Regions from separate parts of the Mus musculus genome. Here regions 2 and 3 are each linked to region 1. Evidence: chromatin contacts called from public HiChIP or PLAC-seq and Micro-C data. All regions are on one chromosome and are shown on one strand. The core of a region is the stretch at or near the end of the contact, and the rest is flanking DNA. Distances in the headings are between cores, read along the strand shown. Region 1 holds the start of Tesk1 (testis specific protein kinase 1). Region 2 holds the start of Fancg (Fanconi anemia, complementation group G). Region 3 holds the start of Reck (reversion-inducing-cysteine-rich protein with kazal motifs).

Region 1 (4,089 bases), core at 892-3,391:
CCTCCTGCCTCAGCCTCCTGAGCACTGAGATCACAGGTCTTCATCTGACTTTTATTAGTTTTTACATTTGTATTGTTTATTATTGTGTGTGTGTGTGTGTGTGTGTGTGTGTGTGTGTGAGCGGACACACACATCAGGACACGTATGTGGAGGTCAGAGGTAAGTCTGTGGAGTTGAGATGTGAGCGGACACACACGTCAGGACACGTATGTGGAGGTCAGAGGTAAGTCTGTGGAGTTGAGATGTGAGCGGACACACACGTCAGGACACGTATGTGGAGGTCAGAGGTAAGTCTGTGGAGTTGAGATGTGAGCAGACACACACGTCAGGACATGTATGTGGAGGTCAGAGGTAAGTCTGTGGAGTTGCTGCTCTCCTTCCCCCTTTGCCTGCATCTCAGGCTTCAAGCTCAAGTCGTCAAGTCTTTTATGAGTTTTTAAAGGCACAACAATGTTGTGGTAGATATTATGTGGGGGTTTCTACTCCACCTTAGATCATTTGCCTCCCAACTAAAAGACACAAACCTTTATAATAAACCTTAACAGCACTAGAGTTGGGCAGATGTCAACCCTCTGGGCTATTTTTGTCTGCTTTCTTGTCAATAACCCCAAGACATCACTTGCCACACACATTCCACCTAGGCCACTCCCACTCCAACAGGCCAGCCCTGGTGGCCAGGTGCTCACAATCCACACCACCCCATGGCGACTTCTCCACCCTCCCTTCCTTCTCTCCTCTCTTCTGTGCCTGAACACAAGCCCGGGAACCTTCAGCCCCACCTACCTCTTCTGCCCAGCTATAGGCTGTAGGCATCTTTACTAACCAATCATGAATATACAACAAGAGCTGGTATAGTTGAGGACCTGCTTGTCTTGGAGCAGCCAGGTCATGGGATACAGTTTTTAGCATTTGAATACAGAGCCACAACAGACCAACCCACTACACAACAATGACACCACGATTTAATGAAGATTCCTTTTTCTAATCAGTGGTAAAATAATGCCATAGCTATGCAGCAAATAACTGGGTGCAGGGACAGACATGTGGACAAAACACGTGGCCATGAGTTACTCCCAGGATAGTCACAGGCCCAGAGGGTATCTGAAAGCAGGTATATTTACTAGAGAAAGAAGGGAGTGTGCACATGCGTGCTCCCTGAGTGACAGTATATCGTCCCTGTGACCATCATTATTGCTGGCTGATGATAATCTACCTCCTACACTCAACAGCTTTTCCACCTGAACTTTTAAAAACTGGTGATACCAGTTTTAAACCTTGATAGAAACCTAACGATGAACCTGGCTGCTGCACTCCCCCAACACACACACACACACACACACACACACACACACACACACACACACACAGAGCTTCTCAGGCACATCAACATTCCCTCCTTTTTACTAGTGTATCCTAGCTCAGTCTTGCATCCCCAGCAGAGGGAACCACCACACGGCCTTCTTCCTAAACACTCCCTCTCACCATAACCACCACAGCGCCCTTCCTAAACACACACACACAATTCAGCATGAAACTACTGTCACAGACATTGATCCTCAAAATGACTAATGGGACAGAATCCAGTGTCAGTTAAGCTTACTACAGTGAGGGTATCCTACAGGTACAAATTCCGAGTGTCTTCAGACCTTGCACAAACTATGGAAAATAAAATCCTGCCAGGAGGGGTAGCATATGTTTGTAATCCCAGCACAAAGTGGTATGGTGTGGTATGAATCCAAAGCCAGCATGGGCTACAGGGCAAGACCGTTTCAATCTCTACACAAAAGATTACAAATAGGTTCTCAGAATTAACTCTAATTTAATGCGATGAGTATGTTTTGCTGTTACCAGTGGGGGAAAAGAACACGCATTGGCCTACTCTCCTTTTCTAGAACAACTGTGCATGACTGTTCTCTCTCCAAACCTGAACGATTCCCTTATACGGTGCACTCTCAAGACGGCCTTGCACATTCAGCCTGCCCTCACTCCATTCCGCCGCGAGGTGGCAGGACGCTCACGGATGCCAGGAGACCTCTGCCGGGATCCAGTGACGTCACGCAACCCTAGCGACGATTGGCTACCTTCCCGATGACCTTGAGGGGAGGAGTCCGTGGCAGAGCCGGAAACATCGGCAACAGCGAAAGCCACGTCCCGAGACCGGGCGTGCGCACTCCGAGGATCCCAACCGCTGTAGAGGCCTCTGCACCTCCTCCTCTGGACTGAGGGGGCACACTGGCGTCTACCGACGTGGGGCGCAACCTGCCGAAAGGGGTCACACCGCTGGGCGCTAGCGAGGGGAGGAGTCACCTTGAGAGGAGGGGTCACAATGACTAGCCGAGTCACTCTGCCAGGTCTCTTTTAGTGAGAGGAACACAAAGAGGAGGGGGTGCAGCACTGAGGGGCTCGGGGAACACACGGATGTAGCAGTGTCATCCGTAGGAAAGGTCCCCCGAAGGAGAGCGGGCTCCGAGGGGCAGCGGCCTTTGAGGGGGCGGGATCCTGCCGAGGGCGGGGCCTCCTTGCAGGTGCAGGCGTCTCCGAAGAGAGGGTTATTAGGACAAAGAAGTAAGAGGGTGGTCACCGGATCGAGCGTCGGAATCTCAACTTTACTTAGGGGGATGGAGATGGAGTGAGAAGGAGTCGAGCAGGTCAGGGATGCGAAGGCCAGAGGCTCCCTACAGCCCTGGATACTGCGATCGGAGAAGACAGGTGTTAGCGAGCCCCGAGATTTAGAGTGTCGGGGTCAGAAACCCCCCTGAAATGGACAGTCGGAGTCGGACGCAGACCGGGCAGGCAGCGTGGTCGATCCGTGGAGCCCAGGGCGCAGGAGAATTAGCGCCAGCAGTCAACCCTCAAGTCGTCCTGTGATTCACGCCCCGGCCTACGCGCGGGGGACGCACCTGAGGGGGCGTGGCCGGGCCGCAGCCCGGGCTCCAAGGAGTTAACCGCAGACCGGGCCGGGCCCCGCCCCGGGCAGGCCGCACAGCCTGAGCCCGGCGGCGAAGCGGAGCAGCAGCCGCCCGCGGGGAGCCCGCCGCCGGCGCCCGGGAGCGCCGCCGCCGCCCGGCCCAGGCCCAGGCCCAGGCCCCGCGCAGAGCGGAGAGCCGCGGCGTTCCACCGGGCCCAACTCGCCGGCGCGGCGGGGGCGGGCCCAGGACCTTCGGCAGGTCCTCCAGGAGTCCACCGGGCGGGAGTCCCGGCCCCCGGGATCGGGTTGGGCCGGCGCCCATGGCGAGCGCGGCCTGCCCGGGTCCCGGGGATCCGGCCATGTGAAGCAGGCCGGGGCTGGGGGCCCGGCCATGGCCGGGGAACGGCCGCCGCTGCGGGGCCCCGGGCCCGGAGAGGCTCCGGGGGAGGGGCCGGGGGGCGCAGGCGGAGGCCCGGGCCGGGGCCGGCCCTCCTCCTACCGGGCCCTCCGCAGCGCCGTGTCCAGCCTTGCGCGTGTGGACGATTTCGACTGCGCAGAGAAGATCGGGGCCGGTTTCTTCTCTGAGGTCTACAAGGTAGGACCCGCAGAGAGGACAGAGGGGCGGGACCGAGCCTTGGACGGGAGGCTAGAACTTAGAGGCCCCGCAGCCTGGGTTAGAGATCCTTGAGCTAGCAGCCACCCAACCTGTCGGGCACACACGGAGCCTTGCCTCCCCCAGGTTCGGCACCGACAGTCGGGACAAGTCATGGTGCTGAAGATGAACAAGCTCCCCAGTAACCGGAGCAACACGCTAAGGGAGGTGCAGCTGATGAACCGGCTCCGGCACCCTAACATCCTCAGGTGAACGGCCTAGCCTCTTGCTGGACAGCTTGCTGGGCAGGAGGAAAAGTCCCTTGGGAAAGGAGGGAGATGCAGTGGAGCCCGGGCTCTTACAGCGTATCCTTTATCCTCCCCATCACCTTTCAGGTTCATGGGGGTCTGTGTGCACCAAGGGCAGCTGCACGCGCTTACAGAGGTAAGCATTAAGCATAGGCCAGGAAAGAGGGAAGGCACCACACCCCCAAGTGAGAGTGTCAGTGATCTTGGTGGGTCTGCTGGGAAATTAAAAAGAAGCCACCTGCCTGCCCAGGACCTCAGGACCTCCTCCAACTAAAGGCTTC
Region 2 (4,089 bases), core at 439-2,938, 430 kb before region 1:
GGGAAGATGGAAAAGGTAGAGTGCTTGCTTAGCATGTCTGAAGCCCTAGGAGATTTGGGGGTGTGGGGAGGTACATTCATCTTCATTTCCCCAGTTACCTGGCTGCCATTTAGGGTTTGTAACAGCAAGGTCAGGTCCTCCAGGTGGTCGGTACTCATCCAGAAGACAGCTTGAAGGCTGGCCAGGCAGTGTAAGGCAGGCAGCAGCTCCGGTGGAAGGGAGGAAGCAGAGAGGACAGAGTGCCACAGCTCCTTGAGTCCCTGCTGTGACTTGGGCTCCAGGTGATGCTGGGCCTCCAGCACTGTAAAGCACAAACACACACACATACACACACACACCCATCTCTCATCTCCCTATACTCTCTGGGTTTTCCTTTCTGAAAGAGCCCAAAGACTACAATAATACACCTGCCTAGTCTGAGGAACATACAGAGGATTAGAAAAGAACATCTGTCTCCGTGGACAGATGTTCCTCTCACCCCCCAGCCTCATCCCTAAATCCAAACTGAAACTACCAGGAGCAGAGGAGACCTTACCTCTTTCGAGGCCCCTTTGAAGATCCTGGGTAAGATCTTCAGTGAAAGCCTGGACTAGGCTAGCCCTCAGGATTATACAATTACAGAGGACAGTCAGCTCCAAGGGGAGAGCGGGGACAGCAGCAGGGAGTCCTGGAGCGACAGGATGCTGGTCTCACAGGCTGTCCCATGAAACACAGCCCAAATGGTTTCCAACCCAGAGACCAACCCCACTCCAACCAAGGCTTCAAGAAGGAATTCAGTTTTTGCTCAGACAACTTTGGAAAGAGCAGGAAGTTCTCTAAATCTCCTGAAAATCACCTCTTCAAATGTTCCTGTGTGTGTGTGTGTGTGTGTGTGTGTGTGTGTGTGTGTGTGTGTGTGTGTGTGAAAAGAAGAAGGAATTAAGCTACTGAAAGACAATCCCACCCAGTCTCTTCTGGGCTTTACGCAGGACTCCATAAGCCCTAGGAAAATCACCTCAATCCTAGAACCTCGTAAAAGAAGCTCATCTTTGAATGCTGGTGATTTGCGGGGTGGTCTGAGGGGGGAACTGAACCTTCTGGAAGGTCGTTCTTACCTTGTAGAGTGAGGAGGAGTTCCCTAAGCCCTTCCAGTGTGTCTTGGGCCGATTGCTGTCGCCTCAGAGAGGGACGAGAATCCCTGGTGAGTTGCTGAAATTATGTAGGGAGGCATTAAGGATCAGTCTTTCTCCCTTGTAACAGAGACAGGGAGGGACACATATTCCTGTCACTTCTGTTTCTAAGGACGGAGGTCAAGCTCTGTTCCTTCCCCCTAGACTAGGGTGAGATCATTACAAAGCCGCTTTCTGACATCTTGAGGGTACAAGGTGAGAGTCCCAGCAACCACATTACCTTAGCCTGTCTAACAAGCTGGTCGTTCTTTTCCCTCCACAGGTCCAGGCTACTGGAAAATGTTTTGGGGAGGGCTGGAATGACCTGGCTGGACATTGTCGCCGAGGTAGATCACTGTTACCCGAAGGGGTCTTTTCATGGGTGGAGGCTGGTCCCACCGGTGTCTTCACCCTAACCGCAAGAAGCCACTTCTGCACCCCACCGGACTCCCCCCGGGTCGCAGCCGGGCTTGCTCTCCCTGACCAGAAACCCACCTCTCAGTCCCCGCCACCACCCACCGCGCCTGTGGTTGGCCAAGCTGCAACACTCTCGGCCGCGGTTGGTTGTCTTCAAGAGACGGTTCCGCGGGAAACTGAAAAGAAACCCGGAACAAGGAGGCGGGGAGACAGGAGGCCAGCCACATGCCAAGGACGAACTGCTGGGTCTGCAGGGCCTCCGCGGGGGTCAGAGTGTTGAGGCTAGTTTAGGAGGAGTGGGTCTTGGCACCAGTCTCTGGCGGCGCTCTGCCTTAGAACCAACGGCAGTCCAGGTTTCCCCGCTCCGTGGCTGGAAGACGGACCGCGCGGTGTTTGCTGGGAGTTGTAGTACTGTGGAGAACGCCCAAGAAAAGATTCCTCATCACCCATCCCTACCCCCACCCAACCCCCCAACCCCGGAAGAAAATGTCTCCCGAAAACTAAGGACAGGAGACTGAAGCCCTTGGTAATCTCATCCTTTCTCTTTGAGAAAAACAAAAAAACAAAAAACGCGGAGAATCGGACATTCCTACGCAGAAAGGAAGGAGAAAAAAAGTACTTGACACTATGTATATGGTAGCAGCAACTCAAAACACTTCACAAAAGACATACAAGAGCCCCAAATAAAGCTGGGCGTGGTGGCACACGCCTTTAATCCCAGCACTGGGGAGACAAAGGCAGGCAGATTTCTGAGCCTGGTCTACAAAGTGAGTTCTTGGACAGTCAGGGCTATACAGAGAAACCCTGTCTAGAAAAAGAAAAAAAAAAGAGCCCCAAATAAAAAGCTTAGAAAACAAGAAATCACTTTCACAGGTTTAACAAGATTTGCTTTTGCCTTGTTGTTATCATTTTTGAAGGCTTGTTTTTATTTTGTGTTTTTTAAAATTACGTTTATGCGTCTGTTTATGGGTAGGTACATGTGAGTGCATGCAGGACTGATGGGCAGAGATGCCCAATGCCCTGGATTTGAATTTTAGTCCTTAGCCACCTGACATGGGCACTGGGAACCAACCTTGAACACAGGCCTGAGGGCCTGCACGAGCACTAAGTACTCTTAAGACGAGCCGTCTGTACAGCCCGATGATATTTTTGAGAGTTTCACTGTGTAATCCTGGCTGGCCTGGTACTGGCTTTGCAACCTCCACCTGATGGTGATCCTCCTGCCTGAGCCTCTCAAGTGCTAGAATTACAGGTGTGCACCATCTTATCCAGCAGGCAATGAGAGTTTTGTTGTTGTTGTTGTTGTTGTTGTTGTTTCTTTTTTGGGTGGAGGTGCGGGGGGGGGGGGGTGCAGTGGTGGTGGTTGTTGTGTTCTTTTTCTTTTCCAGAGAGGCTTTCTCTGTGTAGCCCTGATGCCCTGGAACACCCTCTGTACACCAGGCTGGCCTCAAACTCACAGAGATTAGCCTGTCTCTGCCTCTCAAGTGCTGGAGTTAAAGGTGTACACTGCCTCGACCATACGTGGCAACGTTCACCATTCTTATTTTTTATTTTTTTAAAGACTCATTTATTTACAGTGTTCTTCTTCTACCTACATGTATGCTTGCAAGCCAGAAGAGGGCACCAGATCTCATTACAGATGGTTGTGGAACACCATGTGGTTGCTGGGAATTGAACCCAGGACTTCTGGAAAAGCAGTCAGTGCTCTTTTTTTTTTTTTTTTTTTTTTAGATTTATTTATTTATTATATGTAAGTACACTGTAGCTGTCTTCAGACACACCAGAAGAGGGCGCCAGATCTCATTACAGATGGTTGTAAGCCACCATGTGGTTGCTGGGACTCGAACTCAGGACCTCTGGAAGAGCAGTCAGTGCTCTTAACCTCTGAGCCATCTCTCCAGTTCACTCATTTTTCATTTTTATTTATTGTTCATGAGAATTAATTTATTTAATGGCTGGTGGGATGACTCAGCGGGTAAGAGTATTCATTGCTCTTGTGAAGGATATAGATTTAATTCCCAGCACCCACATGTTGGTTTACTACCATTGCAAACTGCAATACCAGGGGATTTGATTCCAGGCTGGGAGTAATAGTGCATGCCTCTAATTGCAGCAGGGTGACAGGCCTGTAGACCAAAACTTGAGACAAAAGGATCAACAATTCAAGGCCAGCCTTGACCACATGAGACTCTGAAAACCACAATCCAAACAAAAACAATAATAAATCTCTTGGTGCTGGAGAGATGACTCAGTGGTTAAGAGGCTCTTCCAGAGGTCCTGAGTTCAATTCCTAGCAACCACATGGTGGCTCACAACCATCTGTAATGGGATCTTCTGGTATGGCTACAGTGTACTCATATAAATAAAATAAATAAATCTTTAAAAAAAAACTCTTTCTCCAAAGAGTCAGATATGTTTATAAGAAAAATCAAGCCGGGCGTGGTGACACACGCCTTTAATCCCAGCACTTGGGAGGCAGAGGCAGGTGGATTTCTGAATTTGAGGCCAGCCTGGTCTACAAAGT
Region 3 (4,089 bases), core at 509-3,008, 430 kb after region 1:
TCACACCAGCATTGTAGGGCAGAAATATAGTATGAGCTCCAAGGTGAACCACACACTTTTCCTGACAGCTACACTTTAAATAAAGTTAAAAGGAAGAGTGGTAGATAAACGCTATACATTTGTCACAGCACATTCCCAATAGTGACTCCGCGTGTCAGCTCGGGCACGCCCATTGTCACAAAGGTGCCAGGTGGTGGACATTGGTTGTAAGAGAGGCTGTGCATATGAGGGGCACTTTATGTTTTAGTACCGTCCATTCAGCTGGGCTATGAGCCTAGAACTGTTCCAGAAAGTAAAGCCTTAGTTGATAAGGGAAGAGGGTGGGGCAGAAACGATGTAATACAGTCCTCAGTGGTGTTTTGTTTTGTTGACAGGGTTTCTCTGTATAGCCCTGACTGTCCTGGAACTCACTTTGTAGACCAGGCTGGCCTTGAACTCAGAAATTCACCTGCCTCTGCCTCCCAAGTGCTGGGATTAAAGGCATGCACCACCACGCCCGGCTTGTCCTCAGTGTTTTTAATAAAGAAAGTCTGTTGTTTTGAAGAAGCACAAAGTAGTAGGGGCAGAGTGGGAAATACGTTCAGCCAGTTAGCCCCATGGCCTGAGTTCAGATATCTCAATTATTCACTGGGTCAAGCACTGTCTGAGACATTCTAAATACAATATGAGACTGGGTTCCTGTGCGCTTGATCAGGAAATCAGGGCCAGCCTTGGCTTCATTGTAAACTCAAGGTCAGCCTGAGCTGTATGAGATCCTGTCTTCAAAATAAGTAAATAAACACAATACGTTCATTAATCTTATCAAGAAGGCCAGCATGAGGGTTGGGGTGGGGGGGAGGCTCAGAAGTAAAAATGTCCTCACCCACAGACACGGGGCTAGTCGGGAGTAGTGTACAATCTGGACTCGAGGAGGGTGTCAAGACTTTGTTCTTTTCATTACAGTCATAGTTACCATCTGTCGCAGGAGAAAGCTGCTGTTAGTGACCTGAATAGAGGAATCTGGAAATAAGCAATTGGCTTCACTTCTGAACAGCAAGTCTCTAAACTGGACGAGCTATCTGTTCAAGGGCCAGGTAGCCAGGAAAAAGGGGGGGGTGGGGGGTGGGGGGCGTTTCTCCACAATGAATTCGCTTTGATTCCTAGGTCCTCTGGAACATTCTCCGGAGTAGCTGCTCAAAGATTCATCTCCAAATCCTCTCGAACCAATTCTGAATTTCAAGGCTCTCTAAGTCTAGTCATACAGGCTGCCCTGACCCTTTCTCTGAGTGCAATAGGTATTAACAGCGAAGCCAGCCTGTGAATCCGTGCCCTCAGCAGAGCCCTTTGGCTTTGAGGGGAGGCCAGGTAACACGCCTTCTTTAGGTCGAGGCAGCCTTTGGACAGGATAGTAAGAGTGTTCTGGAGGATTCAACTAGGGGTGCACGCCCTACAGTTCAGCTTTGACTTAGCCCTTGCAAATCAGACGGACCTGCAGAGTGATCTCGGCAGGCCAGTCGCCCCTGAGCTGCGGGCTCCCCACCCCCTATGTGCCCCGACACGGGACAGAGGCATTCCACAGGGGTCTCCAGCCTCTGACTTCCCGTTTGAAGACCGCAGCCCGGGAGCCCGAGTCCGAAGGCGACACACAGCTGGCCCATAACAAAGAGCCAGGGTCCAGGGCGCGCTGCCGCCCCCCGGGAGGTTTTGAAAACTCTGAGCGGCCGGGGCGGGGCTTCAGCGAGCCGCAGCCAATCACCAGAGAGCCAAGGCGCCGGGGGCGGGGCCTGGTGCCAGGGGTTGCTACGGCCAGGCTGGGTCCGAGCATCCCGCGGCTTCGGACCCACCCGGCCCGGACATGGCGAGCGTCCGGGCCTCCCCGCGCAGCGCGCTGCTACTTCTGCTGGCCGCGGCGGGGGTCGCGGAGGTGACGGGGGGCCTGGCCCCGGGCAGCGCGGGTGAGTAGCCGCGGGAGCCACGATCGGGGCGGTCCTGAGGAGTGCCTCAGCGCTCCAAGATGGCGCGGAGCCGGGGGCGGGGTGCGCGTGCCCCCAGACCCGCGGGCGGCGGTCAGGAACGCCGGGCTGGAGCCCGACCCGGAGGCCGCTCTCCGCCCTCGTCTTCTTCTCCCTGAAGATCTTGCGAACCCTGGGGTGGTGACTGGGGTTCGAGGCCTTGTTCTGTCACCTCCCAGACAGGGGCCCCTTGCCCTGCCGGACCCTGGTCCCTGGCCAGGGTCCCTGTCAGAAAACAGGGAGGTGCCTGGGCTCCGGATAGCACCGCTGGGCGGAAGGGATACGTAGGTGCAGCTCCCCTGCTGCTGCCCAGTCAGTTGTTGTCACTTGTTAATTTGACTGACTTGGCCTGAGTGGCGGTGAACTTTGATAGGGTCCACAAGGTTGCCTGGCGGGTGCACCGTGGGTCTGAGACCCGGCTGGGGGATGGGGTAAGGTGGGGTGGGGGTTGACTACACATCGATAAATCACCCCGTGGCGGCTTGGCTTCGGGAGAGAGGTGTGTTCTAGGGCTCTGTTAAAGCAGTTGCACCAGAGATGGATGGAAAGCTTGACCGCTTAGGATTGTCCTTCCTGCGCTTGCTCAGCGTTCGGATGTGACACGAACTCGTGCTTCCCGGGACACCTCAGGCTGATAGGTGGTGGAAGACAGGAGCGCTAAGCAGTTTGAATTCAGGCAGACAGGTTCAGAGGAGAGATGCGGGTGGGGCTGCATGTGCACAGAGGAACGTTGACATTCACCTAGAAGATGAGAAAAACCGAGTGTCTACCTATACTAGCCATCGAAAGATGAATGGAATTTTTATAACAAAAGTAACGGAGGAGTGTGTTGCTTACAGGGAGAGGCACTCAGGGGAAAAACATACCCAGTCTCAAGGAAGTTTTCAAGAAAGCCTGAGAAGTTAAAATTAAGGAGTTTTGGTTGATGCTTTATTTATTTATTTATTTATTTATTTTAAAGGAAGGCATTTGAAGAAGATTGTGACAGGAACCTGGGATTAGTTAATTATTTGAATTCTAAATTTAACTATAAACTAGTAAGGAAACCAATAGAAAAGGGACGAAAGAATACTGTGAATTCTTGACTAATCCAGCTTATCTCTCTGTGTTCTAGTTAGTCCAAAGATGTCTAAAGAATACTAGTTACCCCCTTCTTATCCCACTGTTGTGGAGTAGGGCTTTTAGGAAAACTTCAGTAAGTTACTTAGCCTTAATCTTTTTTTTTACTTTAATATCCACATTCTTATATATGGTACCGTCTACATCTATGGTTCTCAACTTGTGGGACGCCACCCCTTTTGGGAGGTCCGATGATCCTTTCACAGGTGTCACCTAAGACCATCAAAGACCCAGAGATGATTATGATTCATAACAGTAGCAAAATTTAAGTCATGAAGTAGCAAAGAAAGCATTTATGGTTGAGGGAGGGTCACCACCACATGAGGTGTGTTAAACGGTCAGAGCTTTAAGAAGGTTGGGTACTTCTGGTTCAAGATTTTACTAAGAGGATTAACTGAGGTATCCATGTATAGCATGTAGAATAGCAGACACCAAAAGGTTAGCTCTTAGATGTATTTGGACAAGCCAGGTGTAGTGGTTTACACCTGCAATTCCTGGAAGGCTAAGGCAGGAATATTGCCACAATACACAGGCCAGCCTGGGTCACAGAGTGATACCCTGTCTCAATAATAAAAAAACAAACAAAAAATGAGAAGCAGAAAAGGAAAGACAATTAAAAATAAGACAATGTAGGCCAGGCTGTGGTGGTGCACGCCTTTAATCCCAGCACTTAGGATGCAGAAGCAGGAGGATTTCTGTGAATTCAAGGTCAGCATAGGCTACAGACAGGAGGACATCCAGGAAACCCTGTCTTGAAAAAGATAGATGTATGTATGTATGTGTGTATGTTTGTATGTATGATGTGGGTGAATAAAGCACACTACAGTTGTAGCCCATCGAATTAATTCACAATAAAAGGTCTATGGAGACCTTTCACAAAGACATTCATTTGCTGAGAAACTAGAAAATTACTCCCGGGTGAGAGTTTCTTTTTGGTTTATAGGAATGTTATATAGTCAAATATGCTGAAAATAACTGA

The links. Hi-C and Micro-C count contacts between places; a contact is called where the count stands out from the background. HiChIP or PLAC-seq counts read pairs in DNA pulled down with a chosen protein or histone mark.
Region 2: a contact with region 1 is called in an H3K4me3 HiChIP or PLAC-seq map of embryonic stem cells, with 15 read pairs. The contact joins the promoter of Fancg here to the promoter of Tesk1 in region 1. A contact is called at or near these places in 3 of 39 promoter capture datasets (embryonic stem cells, neural stem cells and pre-B cells), 1 of 15 datasets of contacts at CTCF or cohesin (large pre-B cells), 2 of 484 Hi-C or Micro-C datasets (embryonic stem cells and neutrophils), 19 of 115 datasets of contacts at active chromatin or transcription factors (the 230-238 cell line, the SCID.adh cell line, astrocytes and 12 more) and 3 of 9 other capture datasets (adipose tissue, embryonic stem cells and liver).
Region 3: a contact with region 1 is called in a Micro-C map of embryonic stem cells, with 6 times the contacts expected there. The contact joins the promoter of Reck here to the promoter of Tesk1 in region 1. A contact is called at or near these places in 7 of 39 promoter capture datasets (the 3T3-L1 cell line, 3T3-L1-derived adipocytes, hippocampal neurons and 3 more), 1 of 15 datasets of contacts at CTCF or cohesin (embryonic stem cells), 20 of 484 Hi-C or Micro-C datasets (CD4 T cells, the G1E-ER4 cell line, the MNK3 cell line and 12 more), 3 of 115 datasets of contacts at active chromatin or transcription factors (astrocytes, embryonic stem cells and memory CD8 T cells) and 1 of 9 other capture datasets (liver).

The regions. Positions count from the first base shown.
Region 1 is chr4:43,440,136-43,444,224 of GRCm38.p6, forward strand. It overlaps Tesk1 (testis specific protein kinase 1), which reads left to right and starts at 2,142. Exons shown (of 10, transcript NM_011571.3): 1 at 2,142-3,503; 2 at 3,648-3,769; 3 at 3,896-3,944. The coding sequence starts at 3,300.
Region 2 is chr4:43,008,613-43,012,701 of GRCm38.p6, forward strand. It overlaps Fancg (Fanconi anemia, complementation group G), which reads right to left and starts at 1,689. Exons shown (of 14, transcript NM_053081.2): 1 at 1,390-1,689; 2 at 1,095-1,188; 3 at 536-667; 4 at 99-301. The coding sequence starts at 1,485.
Region 3 is chr4:43,873,772-43,877,860 of GRCm38.p6, forward strand. Reck (reversion-inducing-cysteine-rich protein with kazal motifs) reads left to right here and starts at 1,759. Exons shown (of 21, transcript NM_016678.2): 1 at 1,759-1,934. The coding sequence starts at 1,835.